Regions from separate parts of the Macaca mulatta genome. Here region 2 is linked to region 1. The links are chromatin contacts, called in public Hi-C maps. All regions are on one chromosome and are shown on one strand. Each heading gives the region's core, a stretch centred on a gene start, on an enhancer-like site or on the middle of the called end of the contact. The rest is flanking DNA. Distances are from core to core; before and after follow the strand shown.

Region 1 (5,039 bases), core at 714-3,213:
TTGAACCCAGGAGGTGGAGGTTGCAGTGAGCCAAGGCTGCAGTGAGATCGTGCCATTGCACTCCAGCCTGGGCGACAGAGCAAGACTATTCTATCTGGGGGCCTTGGGCTGAGACTATGTACTATCATGGTTTGAGATGATGTCTGTTTTCCCTGTGCTTTCATCCCACAGTAAACTTTTAAACGTTAGGGCCCAGCCTGCTCAACGTGGTGAAACCCCATCTCTACTAAAAATACAAAAATTAGCTGGGCGTGGTGGTGCGCACCTGTAATCCCAGCTACTGGAGAGGATAAGGTAGGAAGATCACTTGAACCCCGGAGGCGGAGGTTGCAGTGAGTCAAGATCGTGCCACTGCACTCCAGCCTGGACAAAAGACTGAGACCCTGTCTCCAGAAAAACTGTTAGGCCCTGTCTTACTCAAATATGTGTTTATCCACTCTCAGGCTGCTCTCCTCCCACACCCCCATCTTTTAGTAGATTCTTCAAATGCTTGCTGAACTTAATATCTACCTTTGTTGCAGTTCTCTCACTTGTAGTGCTGGGCTGCTTTAGGGCTTAACTCCTCAAAGATGCTTTTTTGTTTTGTTTTGTTTTGTTTTTTGACATGAAGTCTTGCTCTGTCACCCAGGCTGGAGTGCAGTGGTGCGATTTCAGCTCACTGCAACCTCCACCTCCCTGGTTCAAGCGATTCTCCTGCCTCAGCCTCCTAAGTAGCTGGGATTACAGGTGCGCGCCAGGCTATTTTTTGTATTTTTAGTAGAGACGGGGTTACACCATGTTGGCCAGGCTGGTCTCAAACTGCTGACCTCATGATCTGTCCACCTCAGCCTCTCAAAGTGCTGGGATTACAGGCGTGAGCCACCGCACTGGGCCTCAAACATGCTTCCTCTGATCACTGAAGCCCACTACGGTCTCTCCATAAATGAGAATTACTACAGCATGTGTTTACTTCACGTTTATTATTACTCGTCCCCCAACCCCTGTAGGCTGTAAACTCGGAAAGAGCACGGGCTTTAAAATTAGGCAGATCGAAGTTCAAATTCCATTTCCACCACTCACTATCAGTATAACTTTGGCCCAATAGCTCTGGGCTTGTTCCCCTAACTCACTGGGGGTGTTTAACAGATGAAACGGGATATCTTTCATAAAACATCTAGTACTGCAACTTGCGTAGAGCAGACAGTGGCATTTTCTCTCCCTCAAGGAAAAAGGTCCCACTGTACCTAAAAAGCAGATGGCCAGGGGCAGACATTCAGTAATTGTCAGTTTACTTCAGACAACACATTCTGACCTAAGGGCAAAAAAACATTTTTTCAACCAGTTCAAGCTCGCCAACGATCCCGATCTGGGGGGTGAAGGTGAAGGTTTTCAAATTGAACAAAAAAGATTCCTCGTCAAACCCGAAGACGTTGGGTCACACTGCTTGGCTGCATACCAGATTCCAATGTCTGCAAACTTTGTAGACTTGCCACCAGGAACTTCAGGGACAGGACCTGACTGCTAGACGAAGCTGTGGCCTTGTCCAGATCCTCACCAATCTCTCCCGACCCGGAGAGGACTGACCGACAGACACATCTTCCTCCCCTGCCTCTCACCTCGGCCCCCTCATCCCACAGCCAGTCGGGCCCGCGCGCCCCAGGGTCGTCCCAGAGGAGGAACGCGCCCCTCACCATCCCGGTCCCAGAGCCAGGGGAGACTCACTGCCGAAGTCTTTGGCCTGGTGGAGGAGCTCCTGGTCTCCCGTTTGCTGCAGCTCCTCCTCCGCGGACTCAGCCACCGTCTCGGATGGCTGTTCGGGTGGAGCGTCTGCATTGGGCTGCCCACCGCCTGCCGCCGGCTGCTGCAAGCCCAGCCAACTGCTCAAGCCCCGGAACATCCCGTCCGCGGGGCCGCCGCCGCGGTCCGGATCCCCAGAGACCGGAGCGAGGACTGGTTGCCTCTGACTCCACTCTGCGCGACTCTCAGGGAGATGTCCGGAAGTCGGAGGAAAACTGGAGTCGCCTGCGGCCCCGCCTCTATGACGACTCCGCCGCGGCTGCAGAAGCGTCACTTCCGTCCAAAGGCTCCGCCCCTGGTGACGTCAGTTGTGACAACTGTTTTGTGCGTGTGGATAGGGGACAAAGAGCTTTCCCAGCGTAGCCCCGCCTTGCCTTTTTCCTCATTCGCCGGCTTTGTAGGTGACTGACCTAGTAGGCGTGTAGACGGTGTCTGTCGAAGTCCTAGCCAGTCTCATTTTAAGACTGCCTCTAAGCAGCTTGCCTGGTGACTTAGCCTCGCCTTTTCAGGTCCCGCAGGGCTGGGTTCCCGCGGAATTGGATGTCTTTAGCCTCCTCCTGAGCCCAACTGAAAACTAACCCAAAGCTGCCAAGCCCAACTAACAGGGAATAAGAGAACAGAATAAGGTGTTAAACAACACAATGAGGCCGGGCGCGGTGGCTCAAGCCTGTAATCCCAGCACTTTGGGAGGCCGAGACGGGCGGATCACAAGGTCAGGAGATCGAGACCATCCTGGCTAATACGGTGAAACCCCGTCTCTACTAAAAATACAAAAAACTAGCCGGGCGAGGTGGCGGGCGCCTGTGGTCCCAGCTACTCGGGAGGCTGAGGCAGGAGAATGGCGGGAACCCGGGAGGCGGAGCTTGCAGTGAGCTGAGGTCCGGCCACTGCACTCCAGCCCGGGCGACAGAGCGAGACTCCCTCTTAAAAAAAAAAAAAAAAAAAAAAACAATGGGATGCTGTCAGCAGAATCTAGACTATGAGAAGCCACAGGACAGACAACCTTGTTTCTTCAAATAAATTGCAAGGAAGAGGGGGGTGTGGTGGGGAACCTATAGATTAAAAAAGACTTAAGAGATGTAACCCATGGCCCCTTGTGCATTTTATTAGGACCCTAATTCAGCAAACACATTGAAAAAAATATATGATACTTATAAGAACTGGAAATTTGGACACTGGGTAGTTGATAAAATGGAGGAATTGTGAAATTAAAAATTTTTAATTGTGGTAAAATACACAAAATTTACCATCTTAATATGATTTACCATCTTAACCATTTCTAAGTGTACAATTCACTAGTGTTAAGTACATTCACGTTGTTGTGAAATGAATATTCAGAACTCTTCATCTTGCAATTAAAAGAATGAAAAATAGACCGGGCACGGTGACTCATGCCTGTAATCCCAGCACTTTGGGAGGCCGAGGCGGGCGGATCACAAGGTCAGGAGTTCGAGACCATCCTGCCTAACGGTGAAACCCCATCTCTACTAAAAATACAAAAAAAATTAGCCGGGCATGGTGGCGGGTGCCTGTAGTCAGCTACTTGGGAAGCTGAGGCAGGAGAATGGCGTGAACCCGGGAGGCGGAGCTTGCAGTGAGCTGAGATCAAGCTATTGCACTCCAGCCTGGGTGACAGAGAGACTCCGTCTCACAAAAGAAAGAAAAAAAAAAAGAATGAAAAATAGAAAGAACTTCATCTTGCAAAACTGAAACTACCTATTAAACAATTCCCCATTCCTGTCCTTGTCATCCCCCTCCTACCTCCATTCTACTTCTTGTCTCTGTGGGTCTGACTAGATACCTTAATATAAGTGGAATCATTCAATATTTGTCTGTGACTGGCTTCTTTCACTTAGCATAATGTCCTCAAGGCTGTGTCAATTTCTTTCTAAGACTGAATAGTATTCCCTTGTATGTATACACCACGTTTTGTTTATCCATCGTGCGTATTGAGATTTTACCAAAGAAATGATACCATATCTGGGCCAGGCGCGGTGGCTCACACCTGTAATCCCAGCGCTTTGGGAGGCCGAGACGGGTGGATCACCTGAGGTTAGGAGCTTGAGACTAGCCCGACCAACATGGTGGAACCCCGTCTCTACTAAAAATACAAAAAGTTAGCCAGGCGTGGTGGCGGGTGCCTGTAATCCCAGCTACTCGGGAGACTGAGGCAGGAGAATCACATGAACTCAGGAGGCGGAGGTTGCAGTGAGCTGAGATCCTGCTGTCGCACTCCAGCCTGGGCGACAAGAGCAAAACTCCGTAAAAAAAAAAAAAAAAAGAAATGATACCATGTCTGGAATTTGCTTCAAATTAATACAGGATGGGGGGGGGGGAATGGGTAGGGATATAGATGAAACAAGCCTGGCCATGGGTTGAAGCTGGGTAATTAAACATTTGTCTTTTCTATATTTTTAACTTTTCCCACAATAGCATGTAAAACTGACAAAAAACTAGTGATGTGAATAAGTACCGCTTCAGAGCAGGGAGTTCATGGACACATTTCCCAAGCACAGTCTCCAGTCATTAGTTGTGGAAGGACATCCATGATTCCTTGGTCCCCAGCTATTTTGAGAAGAGGAGGATGGTTCCAGTGACCTGAGGGAGTACATGAGGAATTGATTACAACTCTGATTTCCCTGCTGTCCAGTTTTCCAGCCTGACTTATATTTACATTTTATTCAGGTCCAGGATTTTAGGTTATCAAGCCCAACCTGTTTTTTCTTTCCCCCAAACAGCTTTATTGAGATTTAAACAATTCACCTGTCTAAAGTGTACAATTCAATGGTATATATTTTTGGTATATTACACTATTAATATTTTAAATTGTAGTGAACATAACTTTTTTTAGTGTACAGTTCAGTGACATTAATGACATTCCAGCCTGTTTTTAGAGTCCAAGTATTGATTCAGCTTTGAAGTCAGGAGATGTCTTAGGATCAATGCCTTTCTAGGCTTTATTAAGTCAGTGAGAACCTGAAAGTGATTGCGACTTTCCAGAATAGGATATTTGCTTCAAGTATGATTGAACAGAGCCTGGAATTTGAGTGAGAAGCCTAGGATGGGCTTCTAATTCCATCATCTAGTAGGTGAATAAACTTGACTTTTTTTTTTTTTTTTTTTTTGAGACGGAGTCTCGCTCTGTCTTGCCCAGGCTAAAGTGCAGTGGCACAATCTCGGCTCACTGTATCCTCTGCCTCCTGGGTTCAAGCGATTCTCCTGCCTCAGCCTCCCAAATAGCTGGAATTACAGGCGCCTGCCAT
Region 2 (4,579 bases), core at 1,870-4,369, 68 kb before region 1:
AAAGGAATGAGCCTGGTGTTCTTAAAAATGCCTGACAAACTAGATATTGTGTACTCATCTTTTTAGCCCAATGCTGTTCTATAAAATTTTTATGCAATGATGGAAATATTCCAGATCTGCTCTAATACAGTAGCCACTAGCCACAATGGCTACTGAATACCTGAAACTTGGTTAGTAGGACTGAAGAAAAAAAATTTTAATTTTAATGATAGTTAACAAATTTAGCTACCTGTCACTAGCAGCTACTATCAGCACAGTTTTAGACAACTCCAAGAGACCCCAGTAATGTACTGTAACATTACCTTTAGAAGCAAAAGGTTACCTCAAGAGACCATTCAAATGAATGTAGTTATGAAACAATGCCACAATTAACTGAGCAGGTCACGACTAGGCAAATGGTTAAAGCAACCAGGAACCAAAAAAGCCCATCTCCAATTGTTCCTCACTTCAGGTCCCATGATGTAACTAAATAACGACAAAACAGTCACTTTTCTTTTCATTCTTTCAATATTTTCAAAAAACTCAATTCATTAAACATCATTTCTGCTTCCTGAAAAAAAAGGGTAGAGGTTAAGTTGGAATTAAAGCATATTTTTTCAAGTCAGTGACCCAAAGGAAATTTTAAAAACTAAGGGACATAAAGAAGTAATGTAAAAATGATTTTTTAAAAAATTTTTGGCCAGTTGCAGTGGCTCATGCCTGTAATCCCGCCGCTCTGGAAGTCCGAGGTGGGTGGTTTACTTGAGGCCAGGAGTTCAAGACCAGCCTGGCCAACATGGTGAAACCCTGTTTCTACTAAAAATACAAAAATTAGCTGGGTGTGGTGGCACACACCTGTAATCCCAGCTACTCAGGAGGCTGAGGCACGAGAATCACTGGAACCCAGGAGGTAGAAGATGCAGTGAGCCAAGATCACACCACTGCACTCCAGCCTAGGTAATAGAGTGAGACTCTGACTTAAAAAAAAAAACTTTTTTTTTTTTTTAAGAGACAGGGTCTTACTTTGTGGCCCAGGCTAACCTCCTGCTTCAGCCTCCCGACTAGGTGGTACTACAGGTGCATGCCACCATAGCTGGCTTAAAAATGATTTTTGCAAACACAAGATATTCACCCACTTTGCTAAATGAAAATTCAAAGATTAATATTTTACCATGTATTTCAATGCCATCACTGTCAGTTAGAAATCAAAAGGAAAAAGATGCCCAGAAGAGCATAAGCAAAGAAGAATGGAATATGAGGTACGTAAACAAAAATAAGTACACATACACATGACTATTCCTATCCAGCTGTTAAGCAGAGCTCTGCACCCCAAAGGATCATTACCTCCTATCTTGGTTATTTAAAATGCTAGTTGATTAAACCTCAGTTCCTAATTCAACCTCGGAGTCCTCCTCCCCTGGGGAACCTATGAAATCAAATACTGAGATTGGCACCCCACCCTCAGGGAATAAGTAAAGTGTCCAAAGTGACGTGTTGAATCCCTTACAGGACATTGGTCCACAGCTTCTTTTTCAGTCCTGCAAGCACTGGATCTTTCTCTTAGAATACAAAGAGAGGGAGAGAAAGAAAGAGAGGTAATTGAGAAGTAGTAACACTGTCATGCAAAAACATGAAAATACCTGACCTTAGAAACAGGCCCCAAAAAGCTAATTCTTAACACACTGCTCAGATGTAAACTGGACCTTTGTTCTCCCATTTGAAGTTTATGAATTGCATTAGAAAAATATTATTTCGTAATTTCATACAGGAGTTAAGAGTGTTCAAATACATAATTAAGTAATATTAAATAGCCCTCGGTGATGAAGCAAGACATCCAACAAGCTGAACGTTTCAATATGTTTGCCTGCAAGGAAAAAAAGAGATGGGGTTCCCATCTTCCCAGCCTCAGTCCCCGCAGTTATCCATTCCAGGGCCCCGAAAGCCCTGTACCCCATTCGTTGTGCAATCTTTTTCAAACTCCACCCACTGAGCTCCAGAACAAGTGGAATTATCCCATTCTGAAAGAGGTTTCAATTTTCCTGTATCTAGGGAGGGACTGAAAACTCCTTGATGTGAGTCAAGTAAGGCAAGGGGAACAGTCCGGCCTGTTTCCCAGATTAAGAAAGACCCAAGGCCAGGGTCCGGAAGGCGTTCAAGTTTCCGCTCATCAAATTAAAAAAAAAAACTAATAATAAATGAAAGAAAGAAAAGAGGAAAAAAAAAGGGGAGGGTGGTAAATAGGACTGGGAGGACCAGCTATCACGCGACATCCCAACTCTGCAGGAACCAAAAAAGGTCCTACAGCATCGCATCGCCTCCCCATCCATCCCTGGCCCCACGTGCAGCCAAGCCCGCGGAGCGCCGGGATCTAGGTCCCGGGGGCCGAGCGTCCCGCTCGCACCGGCCCTGCGACGCTCACCCGCTCGCCTGCCCGCCCGCGCAGTGGCGGGGAGCGCAGGGGGGCGGGGGAAGGGGGGCCAAGCACACCCCGGCTCCGGCGCGGTTATCTTACTGCGCAACAGCCTAGCCTGAGCAGCCCGGGGGCACCCCGCAGCGCGCCCTGCGCACCTGCCCGACGCCAGGACGGCAAGTCCACGACCCCTGCGCGCCCCCAGACGGCGGCACTCAGCGCCGGGAGCACGGTGACGGCGGGGACTGGGAGACCGAACGCCTGGCGCCCGGATCCCCGCGGTGCTGGCCGCACGTGGCTGTCACACCTGGCGCACCCCCGCCTCGCACCCCTACCCCCTTAGAACCGCGTGCGCCCCCTGCCCTCCCTCCCGGCTTCCCAGCCGCGAGCCGCCAAACCCCAACCGTCGTCCCTTCCCACCCCATCCATCGCGGTCCCACCCCCCCCACCTGCTCCCACTGTCGTCACCCCCGGGAGGGAAGAGGACCGGATGTTCGTCCCGTGGCTAAAGGTAACCAGGGAGAGAGAAGAGGTGGACCCCGAAAAAGGGAGTCCAAACATCCCCCCGGCCCAGCAACAACGAGGGCGTCCCCCTGACTGACCTTCTGCCGCGGGCTGCGTCGCCGTCCGCCCCGTCCGGCCTCAGTCGCCTCTTCGGCGCCGCCGCCTCTTCCCCGCGCTGCCTCCTCTACCCGCGTCGCCATGAGGTGACGGCAGCAGCCAAACAAGCGGCCCGACAAGGGGCACGGAATCTCGCAGGGCCTGTCGCCCCGCCCCCGAGCCCCCACGACCAATCGCCGCATGCGAGACTTCCCACGTGACCGGAGGAGGTTGGCCCCCGAGGGGACGGAGCGAGATGGGGGTGGGGAGCATTGAATATTGGGCTGGGCTTCTGCAAGACCGAAGGGCAGATAGAGGCCGTGTGAGTCTGCGCGATCGGGACTAGGACTCGGGAGTGGACTACAAGTCCCAGCAGGGCGTGCGGCCACAGCTAGCAGGCTCGGATCGGGATTGGAACAACATAAAGCGGCGTTCTGAGAAGGAGAGAGTGCTGCACCCAGTGTGCTTCGTGTGCAGCCTAGTGGGACTTGCGGTTTCTGGGGGCGATGTCTGGCTACAGGAAGGTATTCGTTATGATCCTTCGGGGAAAGTTTAGAAATATCCCCGTGTTTGAGAAGGAGCACGATCGGCGACACATTCTTGTGTTTTTGTTTTTGTTGCCGTTCTTAGGAATCGGGCGCGAATGATTTGGGGATAAGGGAAAATACTTCGCGACTTTCAAGACGGAAGGCGTATTGGCTCTTAGAATTTGAAGTTTCGTGCTCGGGCACCTGCTCAGAGTCCTGCCCTCCACCAGAGTTGTCACCACGGTTTACTTGTCCCGAGCTCCTGCAGGATAGGTGCCGCATTCTATTCACCTTGGTTGAACCGCCCCGGCTTCTGCACACTTACTTGGCACTTCATTCACGTTGAATGTATCCTGCTTTCTCCCACCCCATTTACTCGTTTCATTACCTCAATTGTTCAACAAACTCGGTTTGCTGAACCGAATTTTTTTTTCTTGATATGATGTTGGGGGAGAGAGGGGAGTTTTCCTCAGGAATATTCCCTATTTCCATCTGATGGAACCAGATCTCCAATGGCCGAGCCTCTGAAAGGCACAGACCGTCATGAAAGCCTGATAGATTGTCTTAAATAATTCATTATGAGGCCGGGCGCGGTGGCTCACTTCTGTAATCCCAGCACTTTGGGGGGCTGAGGCGGGTGTATCACGAGGTCAGGAGTTCCAGACCAGCCTGGCCAACATAATGAAACCCTGTCTCTACTAAAAATACAAAAATGAGCCGGGCATAGTGGTGCGCCCTGTAGTCCCAGCTACTCGGGAGACTGAGACAGGAGAATCGCTTGAACCCGGGAGGCGGAGGTTGCAGTGAGCCGAGATCGCGCCGCTACACTCCAGCCTGGGCAACAGAGCGAGACTCCGTCTCAAAAATAATAATAATAACAATTCATTATGAAAATCTGTGCAAGTCATATCACTTTTTATTAGATTTGAATACAAAACGTTGGTAGCAGGCGGCAAAAATTTAATAACATAGATGAGAGTAAATTTCAATATTGGGGAAATTCCATCCATTGCTTTTAAATATTTCTGTAAGTTTGAAAAAAGTATCGCCGGGCGCGGTGGCT

Evidence for each region. A called contact is a pair of places that touch in the nucleus more often than the background predicts.
Region 2: a Hi-C map of fetal cortex germinal zone shows a contact between it and region 1, with 2.5 times the contacts expected there. The contact joins the promoter of TXLNG here to the promoter of SYAP1 in region 1. A contact is called at or near these places in 3 of 14 Hi-C or Micro-C datasets (CD4 T cells, fetal cortex germinal zone and fetal cortical plate).

What each region holds. Positions count from the first base shown.
Region 1 is chrX:16,384,143-16,389,181 of T2T-MMU8v2.0, reverse strand. SYAP1 (synapse associated protein 1) reads right to left here and starts at 1,963. Exons shown (of 9, transcript XM_015127002.3): 1 at 1,702-1,963. The coding sequence starts at 1,876.
Region 2 is chrX:16,453,832-16,458,410 of T2T-MMU8v2.0, reverse strand. It overlaps TXLNG (taxilin gamma), which reads right to left and starts at 3,119. Exons shown (of 10, transcript XM_028842169.2): 1 at 2,992-3,119. The coding sequence starts at 3,093.